2 separate regions of the Columba livia genome follow, and region 1 is linked to region 2. Evidence: chromatin contacts called from public Hi-C data. All regions are on one chromosome and are shown on one strand. Each heading gives the region's core, a stretch centred on a gene start, on an enhancer-like site or on the middle of the called end of the contact. The rest is flanking DNA. Distances are from core to core; before and after follow the strand shown.

Region 1 (5,544 bases), core at 2,039-4,538, 330 kb after region 2:
CCCAGCAGATAAGAACAGGAAAAATAACTTCTTTCTAAACTAGTAAAACAATTTCTACCAACTTGCACCATCATCTTTTCTGGCATTTCTATCAACAACAGCAAGATAAATCAAGCATCAAGCCCCACCTCCAGACAGGTAGAAAAATCAGCTGATTTTCACAGATGCTACACAAAACCAAGAGATAAATTAAACCAACATGATCTTTGCCAGTAATGACTGTACATCTTGTTCATCTCTTAATTTATATTTGAGTCAGTTTCGGCACAGCAGACCAGGCACTGCCTGGGCATGAATAACAAACACCACACCCAGAGTCACAGGCTGAGCCTGTGGCACAGCCAGCAGGACCCTGATGTCCCAGCCAGTAGGAACCTGATGTCCCAGCTGGCAGGACCCCGAGATCCCAGCCAACAGGATCCAGACATCCTAGCCAGCAGGACCCCGATGTCCCAGCCTGAGAGCTCTGCCTACGGGAGGTATTTCTATTATCGCAGCAGCAGCAAAAGCCCTCAGAAGAGATGGGCTGCGTCAATACTTGGAAACTGGACAAGTTTACCTGGTGCAGAAGCCTGTAAGGACTGTGCTTTTAGGGTCACTTGCACAAAGCTAACACTCAAGTGAAACAAAGGTCCCAATCCTGTCCTTTAGCCCTGAGATGGTGCTTCATCCGAACCATTTACCTTCCCAGTGCTCAGAGCTCGTCAACTAACCCGGCCTAGGAGAAGTTACTCCAAATCTGTGCTTTCAGAGGGTGCTCCTGTACGCTTGCAGGATGGCTCCATCGTGTGACAAAAGAAGAACACTGCACCCACAGGGGAATGGGCTCAATAACAAAGCCTGCTTTCTCAGCAGGTGGTCCTCTGCCAGTGACTTAATTTATTCTAGCTAACACCCAGAGCAGTTCTTGGACAAAGACATAGGATTAGCAAGTGAAATACAGCCTTCTTTTTAACCCCTTTGTACCTCCTACACAGAAATGCTGCTTTGTGTTTCAGAACTCCACTGCTTAGCCTGGAGTACGGATGTGGGATAAGTGACAGTTACACAGTGTATTTAAAATAAAGATTTGTGGCAGGGTTTCAATGTTTCATTCATGCAAGCACTGTGTCCTTTTTAATAGTAGGAGTTCGTTAGCTCCCTCACCCCTGTCCACGTCAGTTACACATTTTCACTTCCAAGCCAAGAAGTTAACATTTTTTTACAGTTACTATTAATTAAAGAAACTGGGTATTAACTCAAGTAGTTTACTTCCTTTAAAGCCATGAGTAAGATGTTATTTACTGTGTGGTCTACACTCAGCTTTTGAGCTATGTGTGTGGCTTGCAACCATCTGGCTACATCAGAGGAGCCTTGACAATTACATGCCAGAGATGCTACCTCACTTTCCTCCCCTGCTCCAAACCTAGCTCTCCTTTTTTCACTGTTCTTTCCAGATGCTCTCCCAACACTCATAACCTTCCCTCATTTCACTAGTGTATTAACTGGGAGGAAGAGAGGCAGGTGCTGATCTCTTCTCTTTAGTGACCAATGACAGAAGCCAAGGGAATGGCAGGAAGGTATGCCAAGGAGGTTTAGGTTGGACATTAGGAAAAGGTTCTTCCCCCAGAGGGTGGTGGAGCACTGGAACAGGCCCAAGTCTGGCAGTGTTCAAGAAGACCGGACAATGCCCTCAGACACATAGTGTGAGCTGTGGGGTTGTCATATGCAGGGATAGGAGTCGGACTCGATGATCATTGTGGGTCCATTCCAGCTCAGGACGTTCTGTGATTCTATGGTTCTGTCTTCAGCCTGGAGACCTCCCCACCTTGGTGCCCATTTGGCTGCACCCAGCTCATACACATTTCCCTTCTGGGACCAACCAGGCACTTCAGTGCCACACAGCCTGCTGGGGCAGCAGTAATTGCCCTTCACAACACTGGCCCACATCAGCTTTTCACCTTTGAAATAAAATACAGAAATGGTAGTGGTGTACAGCATCCACCTTAGATGAAGTTAGCTTGCTTCGTTAGCAGCCCATATGATGCTGTGCTTTGCATTTATGGCTAGAACAGTGTTGATAACATACCACTGCTGTGGCTGCTTCAGAACAGGGCTTGCTCAGTATTAAAGCTTTCTCTCCATGCTTCTTGTTCAGGACATGAGGAAGATCATCTCCAATCCAAAGGATGAAGTTTAGCCAGCACAGGAGGCTCCATAAGGCAAAGATGAAGTGCCTTGTCAGGATCACAGCCAGTGGGGCAGTGCAGGAGGAGGAGGAAGGGCTTCATGTCAGACAGCAGCTGCCCTGCCCTGCCCTGCCTGCCCTGTGGTCCAGCTCCACCTGCCTTGGCTCCCCCACAACCCCGCTCACCTCCTGTGTCTGTGCCACGTGTGGTCTCCCACCACAGCCAAACTTCATCCTTTGGACCTTGCTCTGAGGCAGAAGGGCCTAGTAAAAGCAGTAAGCCATATTCCAGTCTTCCTCTGCCCTGTCTGTAGATTAAAGCAGATAATCATGCGAGAGTATTGAGTTCTTACTAACTGCATGCACATGCGAAGACTGTTTTACCACTTAAGTAAAAGTTTGGATCTTTAGCCTCTAACATTTCAACAAAATAAACTTCTGTAGTCTAAGCTAATGAAAGGCAGCTATTTCATAAAGCTTCTTACACGCTCAAATGTGATTAATTTACCACAGCTTATTAAATTACTGTCAGCTGAGCTGCAGTAAATCCGGGGCTTGCTCTTGACCTAGAGTGAATGCAAAGCACCAAAGCTTGGCTTAGACCAAAGAGGCCTCAGATAGGTCTTGGTACTTAGCATTTGTCACAAGATAAAAACGTACACCAAGAGTGAGCGCAGCTCAGATGACCACGTGTAATTGCTTAATGACAGTAAATCGACCAGAGCTCTAAGCAGTCAGTCTTTTTGATTATCATGAGATCACAGGGTAATTAAGTTGGAAAGGAAATTCAATAGGTCAGACCAGGTTGCCCAGGGCTGGATTAAAGAGCAAAACTAACCAAGCAAAGATATACAAACTTTCAAATTTTTTACTGTATTTCCACAGTTTTGCACAGTAGCCTACACACAGCGGTGTAACATTCACGAGTTTCTACAGTAACAAAACATAAAATAACAGGGCATAAAAATAAGCACTTTAACTGCTTTAATTCTGCTTACCATGTAAGCGAGGAGTTCTAACCCTCACTGGCTTTTACACCAGACTATTGCTTCCACAGAAAAGCACTGTGATGTGCCAAAGCCTGACATCTGCTGCCAGACTGCAGCTTGCTCCCCAGGGCTCCCAGAGCACTCACCAGGGCCAGCACAGGTGCAGCAGTTCTGCTGTGTGTGGCACGCAGCAGGACCAGAGCTAATAGCACACCCTCCCTCCCCGCTCCCCTTTTCCCTTTACGAAGCCTGGCTGTACAGAGACAGATGCAATTCATGTTTACAGGACCCTCTTCAGATTTGACCTTACTCGTTGTCCCAAACCAAAGTTACTGAGGATTTTCTGAGCACTGTATGATCAATTAATAACTGAGTATGCAGCACCAGGCAGGATTCATCATGCAGTATACTTTTCCTCCCCCTGTTTTTTTGCTTTGTGGTAGTGGTTGTAATCACTATACAGATCCTTAAAGACCTCCCTTACACCTGCTGGTAGTGATGCATTTAAGAACTTGATGTCTCGTTCAATGCAAAGGTCAAGGATGTGATATATCCCTTCTGTGAGATGTTTCTTCACAGCCGGGTGCAAAGTCACCTACGAGAAGAACAGAATTGCATGAAACTTGAAGACAAAAAGGCAAAAAACCACCCCTTCCACAGTCAATATACATTAAATGCTGACAACATGTTATCCATTGCATCAGACCATCTGGAACAGTCCATTAGATAAAATCTGAGATTTTGACTTGTGCAGTATTTTCCTGATTTCTGCAAACATGTTTTGCAGAACAAGCATTCCCCTGGCAATGAAATGCACAGGAGTGCTACTGTACACATTGCTGAGGAGGCAAAGACACTGATGATCTTGAAATCACATGAAAATTCATCAGCAGAACAACTGTAATTAAAAAACTATAAAATTTATTTTTTATAACCTGCTCTGGATTACACATTCCAGTAGATTCTGTATGTGTCATACTAGCTGTATGCTACTAAGTCTCAGTTTCAAATGAGTGCTTCCTTTAGGCTACTCCATAAGCTACTTTGGGTAGTCAATCCATTTTAACTTATCATTTAATAACTTGATATTAATCTAACAGTTTATATCTGAGGACTTCAATGTATAAGCCTGCATAAAATAAGCCTTCAAAGAACTCAGGAGATGTGCGTTTCCTTTATCTGTTTTAACATCAGAAATCAGGTCCCTTGCCTGAAGACAGGCAGGAAGTTGAAGGAATACACCAAGTGACTGAGGACTCAGTGCCCTGCTCCTGCCATTACCCCTGCTCAACCCCTCAACTGGCAGAACAACCGCTACAACCAGGAACATCAGTGCTGACTCTATTGCTCCAGGATAACTGGAATTTGTCCTGTGCTCACAATCACTTGCTAAATACTTCACTGCCTGAGGTGGTGCTGGCCTTTGGCATAATCACATTATTTTTCTGCACAACCATGTCTTTGCTGAATCCCATGATTAGCTTTATGCCTCCAGACCTGAGCATCTGCACCCCAGGCCTAATGAAAATTACATTAAAAGCTGTCATTAAAATTCAGACTTCTTTCTTCCTGAGGCAACTAATAAACTTTTCACTAATGAAGTGAACTCCTAATCACTCTGACAGGCTCCTGCTCTCCTTCTGCCCCAAACATAAAACAGCTAGTATGTTTTATTAGACCTGCTAACATAGCCAGGAAAAACATAGAGCAGGCATTAAGACACGTAAGCCTTTCTTTAGGTTCGTGACCCCAATGAGTTTGCACGTCCAGAAGTTTGACATTTTTCCCCTCTACATCAGTTGCTCTATTGGCTGGTTTACAACAGATGTTATTTCTCCCCAGGCCATGCACTAAAGTAACAAAACAGTTGAGCATCACAACTCCCCGTGAATGCTTTGGGCCAGCCTCTCCCTTCCCAGGGCAGAGAAATCACTGCAGAGAATGAGCACAGGAAAACACACAAATATTGACAAGATGGACCAGCTGTCTCACTTGGGATAAGGAGATACCGCAGAGCTGCAGTTAATGGAACTGCACCCCTCACATCACAAATTAATCTGGACTCATGCCCTATCTGGGCCATTCCTGCTTTGTAGTGCAGTTACCCATAAACACCCTCCAATAACACTGTGGGAAGCAGAACCAAAGATTTAAACAGCTGCCACTACCGGCTGCCAGTTAATTATGCTTGTAAGTGTTTTATGGTGTACATAGTTAGCACAACCAATTTGTCAAGCGTTACAGAGCTCTTGATGTGAGACATCAAATGTGTGAAGAGATATTTCACTATTGCTGAGTTAAGCAACAGCTCATAGGCAACAAGGGAAAAGCACTGTCAACAGTATGAAAGAGGCTATAGATGCCACCCACTCCAGCAAGGAACCGTTC
Region 2 (6,247 bases), core at 959-3,458:
TCAATATTTCTCCATAGACTAGTCTTCACAGAAGTCCACGTTTAAGGAGTCCTTTATCTCTTGCCTGAAATTTACTGCTGCTACAACTGCTTCAAAAAACACAGTGCCTCTTTTACTATCACTCTAAGTCATCAGTTTTCAAAGAGAAGGTTATTATAATAATGATTAACATGAGTAAAAGACAGTCTGTACATCATATGAAAGTGAGTTGAAGTTTACCAAGCTGTGTATAATGATTGTTTTGAGCATACCATAACTTCTTCCCTTAACTGTCCCAAGGGTACTGCAAGCTGATTAAGAGCCTTGTCCATGCCAACCTAAAGAAATTATCAGAAAAATATTATGACTTTTTTGTTAAATCCCTATGTGAATTAATGACAAAGACTATCATTTTACAGACACTAAAAGAGAACTGAGAAAAGACACCTCCCTTTACAGTCTCCAGTTCTAAATGCAATGCAAAAATACAGTACCTCAAATATAGGCATAAAAACATCAGGCTGCCTGTCACGCAATGCGAAAACTTTAAGAACCTGTATAATTGGAACTTGGATGAACGGGAGTGAAATAGTAGGAGACACAGAGGACAAGACATTTTAATATGAAAGTGATTACAATTTTCAGTCAAGTAGGTTGGTTGGGTTTTTTTAAGATGTATTGACTGTACAGTAAGTACAGTATTGACTGTTTATAGATTCCTAAAATAATTCTTCAGAATGGCCTTATTTGTATCATTGCTATTGTATTTTAATTATTTATTTCCTTCCATTTTGCAACTACTGTCAGTTTGAAAAACAAGCTGACCTTGAGTCTAACTTTCTAATGAATTAGTTTTTCCAAGACAAAAAGCATACATCTAAAACACTTTCTACAGGCCAACAGCAATTCTGTGCAGTAGCTAAGTTCTACAGGAATGGTCTTTCAGCTTCTCTCAGTGCAAGGGATCACAGTTTAAGATGTCTTAAATATAATAATGCTAAAAGAAAAGCCATATACCTTTCATATGAAAAATAAAATACCCACTGAACCACATTAAGTCTGAAGTACACAGTACAATTTAGTAACACTTACTAGATTTGTTGAAAGATTAACAAAATCTGCATAGTCCTTATTTATGAGTTCTACCATGGCAGTTTTAAGGAGCTTGTAATAGAGCTCCAGATCCTCTCTGAGCTCTTCCAACTGCACACGTTTCCTGCAGTCTGATACAAAGTGATCGACATCAAAATCCGGCTGAAAATGAAACAGGAAAGAGAGAAGGCTGTAAGTCAAAAGTTCAAGCCAGAAATATGTCCCACCCCCAAAACAAAGTATTCCGTATGCCAGGGAGCCCACCAAACTGAAGCGCTAGGGGGCAAAAAGGCTACTTAACGGAGTAGTTTCCAGTGTTCCTAAGTCTTGGTTTTTAACATAAATCCACAGCACACAAGGTTGTGGGTCAGAGTACCAAAACCACTCTCTCCGAAATACGAGAGGTTATGTTACCTGCATACACTTTAAAAAGCATACAAACAAACCAATCAACCGACAACAAAACGATACCAAAACGAACAACCAAAGAGAAACCAAAATACAGTGTTAAGAACTGCTTTAAGCTCTCCAAGCAATGAGGCCCGAATGCTGGTTTTCAGTCTATCTGCAGCCTGGCTTCCAAGCCACGCACAGCAGGGTTCGGAGGCAGTCCGACCGGGGCCTGCCCTCGGCGCTCACAGCGGCATCCGGCCCGGGACAGGGAACTCAGGTCAGCCGGTTGCAAACTCGCCGGCCCGCTCCCCGGGCAGGCCTGGGCCCGGCCGCACTCAGGCTCCAGCCCCGCTGGGACACAGCCGCGGAGGTGGAAGCAGTCCAGTTCTGCTCAACGCCCGAGTCGTCCCTTCAGTGACACACACAGGGGCGCTCTGCCCGGGGAAGAAGCCGTGGCGGGGGGCAAAGATCCCGACCAAGGCTTCGGGCCCCTCTCACCGCCCGAGGAATCCTCTCCCCCACACCCCGGAGGGCCCCGGGGCACACCGCGCACACCCACCTTCATGAACTCGTCCTTGTCAAAGCAGAGGTTCTCGGGGCCCCGCGGCAGGTTCATCTTCTTCGCCTCCATGACCAGCCCAGCCCAGCCCGGCCCGGCCCGGCCCGGCCCGCCAGGCCCGACGCGGCGGCAGGACCCGCCGCTGCCACAGCAACACCGCCCCCGCCAGCACGGCACCACAGAGGCAGCCCGGAACCTGCGCCAAGAGAGGCGCAGAGTTCGCTCACCGCCGCGACAGCGCCCCCTGGAGGGCTCCGAGCGCCCCTTACAGGCGGCAATAGGCGAGGGGGACGGCGGGAATCTCAAAATGGCACGGGGGGCGGCAAGGGAGGGGTGGATGTGTGTGCGCCGAGCACGGGCCTTTAAAGCTGTCCTGCCCAGCCTCCTCGGAGGAATTTCTCTGGTTCGTGTCGCTTTGTGAAGTCAGGGGCTGGGCTGCTGAAGTGCCTGATGCCACATGGCAGCCCTCAGTGCATCAAACTGTCCTGATCAGATGAAGCTGCAGGAACTGGCATCAGGGCCCATGGCACAAGCTGTGGAAACCCGGGGCTGCAGGGGTGGGAAGGCGACGGTATCGTGCAGGCCCCCAACCCTGAGCCGGTGGCCAAGGTCCATGTCCCCTTGAGGTTTGGGTACTGCCCCTCAGCCTCTCTGGGCAAGTTGTGCCAGGGTCTGACCACTCTTGACAGCAAAAAAAGCTTTTCCTTATATTTAAATTTATCGTAGTTTGTGCCCATGTGGTCCCAAGTAACAGGAAACAAGTCAGAGTGTGATTTATCGCCTCCATCCTTCTGCTTTTCACCAGGGTCTTCTGTGAGGGTCTTCTTTCCTTCAAAAATCTACTGCTCACAGTCACTCATGTAGGAAACTATTACCTTGCCAATATAATAGGCCCAGGCAGGATCTCTCAGCAAAGTGTATTTTATTGATGATTTTGCAAGACCAGGTGTTCTACCTAAGGGCAGACACATGGAGTAGGGCAAAAAGCCCCTGCTTTATATCCCCCCAAAATCCCAGCCACAAATTCCCTTCCCTCTTCCCCACTGGCTGGGTACTTCAGGGTTTACAGACTACCCGACGCCTGCCTCAGTTCACCTATCTCATTCATCTAATTCTAACAACCTTCTCCCCTTATTGATTTATTTAAAATATGGATTCCTGGCTCTTTGGTTAGCCTTCCCCCTAGCTTAATTTTTTAAATGCAGTAATCAGTTTGCATTCCGGGATTAGTTTGAAGAGACTTTGCTTTACATTAAGGATTCATAGTCTGATGTCTCTCAGTCCTTCCCCCCCTGCTGAGGCCAGGTGACAGGTCCCCAGTTTTGTAAAAACAACATTCCTCCTTCAATGGCTCCTTACAACTTATGCCTTAGTGAAAAAAAATTCAGCTCTAAAAACCTCCCTGCTATCACTTGCATTTCTGTTTGCCACCTTAGGATGGAAGACGGCAATGGGTCTCATTCCTCACATGTACATTTTACGGCTTTAATTTTGCCCTGATGAGCTCAGGTGAGGAGCGAGCCCAGCGCCTCACCAAACAGGTGTGAGGATGCATCGTCTGGAGCTCTGCTGGTTGCTCTGTGGCCAGGGCTGGAGAAGAGTCCCTGGGCTTGATGGATGTGTTTGGGTAGTGCTGCAGCAGCATGCTGGGCTGGAGACCCCCAGAGGTCCTGGGCAGGCAGTGTTTTGGCAGGACTGACCTGTATGTCCCCACCTAACTCTGGCAGTACCGAGAGCCCGGCTGGCCCATGACCAGCAGTGATTCATGCCAGTGATCCACGGCTAGTATGTGAGTTTGTTAGAACTTGCCTGAGTTATTAGAAGTACAAAGAGCCAAGCAGTTCAGTGCTGATCTTGGTGGGCATGTGCAGCTGCTGGCCGGCTCCTTGCATGCTAATTGCCTCTGCTTTCTTTCACCCTCTCCCTTTGGAAAGCTCTTCAAGACTGACATATTTCATGGTGTCCAGCCCTCTCAGAGATCTCAAGTGTTAGCAGGCATGGTTTATAGTTGCCACGTGTTCTCAGCTAGAGAGCAGAAAAGATACACCCACCACATAAAACCACACTGGCACTATTTTGCAATAGCTATCACTATATGACTGTATGTATCAGATCAAAAAGGTTTTCTTATGTTATGATATTTAAAATGTCTATGTTCTGGTACAGGAACAAAGCCATATTACTGCTCAGCTATCTTTTTACTTTAACGAGCTGGATGCTTGAAATAAAAATTCTAACTAGTTTCTGATGTTAACTCCATAATAAAGTAATTATACCTAAAGTCTTAAGTATTAGCTAAGACTTATGTTGTTCTAAAACGACCTACAGTTGCCATTTATGTGTTTTTTTACAAAGTTCTAATTATGAAGTTCCTTGAGAAAATAAAAAGCATGCTTCCACTTGAACTTGTTCATTGATGAGCCTTTACACTCTTCGTATTTATTGATGTCATTGTCAATTAAGTATGAAGTTTGTGAGATTTAATAATTTGCAAATGGAAACTGCGACATCTCAATTACAGGAAGTTAGCAGTAAAACTAGAGCTGGGGCTCATGGGATATTTCCACATGCTGTCCCTGAACAGCCAAGTTCACCTGGGGCAGTGGTGCACAAAATAAAGTTTCTCCGAAACAGAAGATGCTAGCAAAGCAATGAGGGAATTAGGCATTCCAAAGAGTTGTATGCAGCTCTCTTTATTTCCAATATTTTTGTATTAGGATTACTTAGTCCATTTTTACTACAAGCCCCTTCATCCCTTTGCTTTCCTGACTCTCGTCACTGACATTCCAAGATTTCCAGGCTTATAAAATACAGTTTTAAACTCTTTTTCCTGTCATCCTTTCCCAAGCATGAAGACATGACATTTAATAATTTCTTGTGAAAACTAATCACTATTTTATCTGCAGTTTTTGGATAACATACTGTTAATAGACCCATTAGATGAATGAAGAGAGAACACCTGAAAGTTTGTCTCAGTATTATTGTTATTATATGAATAGGGATGATGCAGGTGCTAGGGAGCAGAAGAACTACTTTTAGCTTTTTTGTGGGTGCTGAATTTTAAAGACTCCAGCATCCTTTCTTATTCTCAAATAAAGAACATTTCAAGTGATGCGTAATGATGTGACAAATTATGTTCCATATAATTGCATCATCATTTTCCTGAAAGCTGCCAGTGACTAATCTACTATCTTGGAAATACTTTCATTGCAGTATATATCCGTTAAATTGGAAAGAAAAGCAGCTAGGTTTACCTCCCACCACATTCTTAAGATTTCTCTCTGATTTTATTATTTTTAAAAGCTTTGCATGCAATGTATGCTAAAGGAGAAAAGCATGGCAGTGTGCAGCAGGCAGGGACAGAGATACTACAATTAATTTGTGGTAGACACCCCAGGTACCATGAACCTTCAAGAAATGTAGTTGGTATTATACAAATTAACATGCCAGTGCTGATTCATTATTTTTAATATCTTACCTTCCTAAAATGGCATCTCCATCCATGTATCACTTGGCTGTCTGGCAAAATTGCGGAAGGAAAGTTCTGTTAGCTGTTTTCAGTGGATGTTTAAAACAATGAACATCAGTTAATAAATAGAAGTTAAAGACAGAAAAGGGTATTTTCCTAATATTGACATCTTACTGAGTGTCTTTATTTTGTTTTATTTTGGGAATGGATTTGCTTACATGAGTAAAGGTAGAAGAGTTTATGTACCTGGTTGCAGTCCTGAGCATGGAAGTCAGTGAGTGAGTGCTACTGATTTCTCTGATAACTGTCAGTCACTGCAACACACGCTGTACTCCAAAGATGTAAATAATCCTACTGCAGTGTTGTAGATGAATGCATCTGTCACATGCAGCCAGTGAGGCTGCAGTCATGCTTTAAAAAGCTGTGGTCCTAAATGAAAAAGATAAAGAAGTAGTTTGCAAAGTAGTCGAGTGGTGGGTCTTGGAAACCAACTATAAAATGCAGTAATGACATTGTTTTGTGGTTATGATTTTTTATATATGATATAAACAAACATACATCTTGACATAAGAAAAATTTTCCAGTAAGAACAATAATTGATTGGAACAACCTCCCCAGGGACGTGATGTAGTCCTCATTGCTGGAGATTTTCAAGGTGCAGTTGGAAAGGGTGCTAGATAATCTCATCTAGGCTCGCTTTCCTGCGAAAGGTTGGACCCGATGATTTTAGAGGACTCTTCCAACCTGGGTTGTCC

What was found. Hi-C and Micro-C count contacts between places; a contact is called where the count stands out from the background.
Region 1: a Hi-C map of crop shows a contact between it and region 2, with 5 times the contacts expected there. The contact joins the enhancer-like site here to the promoter of COG2 in region 2. A contact is called at or near these places in 2 of 2 Hi-C or Micro-C datasets (crop and liver).

What each region holds. Positions count from the first base shown.
Region 1 is chr3:76,796,528-76,802,071 of bColLiv1.pat.W.v2, forward strand. It overlaps URB2 (URB2 ribosome biogenesis homolog), which reads right to left. Exons shown (of 9, transcript XM_005508634.3): 9 at 3,018-3,751. The coding sequence ends at 3,554. Among named protein-coding and RNA genes, the nearest start is that of URB2, 19 kb to the right of the region's middle. Within about 2 kb of position 3,289, at least 1 of the 3 cell types and tissues checked has an H3K27ac peak away from gene starts, as active enhancers do.
Region 2 is chr3:76,467,105-76,473,351 of bColLiv1.pat.W.v2, forward strand. It overlaps COG2 (component of oligomeric golgi complex 2), which reads right to left and starts at 2,209. Exons shown (of 18, transcript XM_005508630.3): 1 at 2,024-2,209; 2 at 1,072-1,233; 3 at 252-317. The coding sequence starts at 2,095.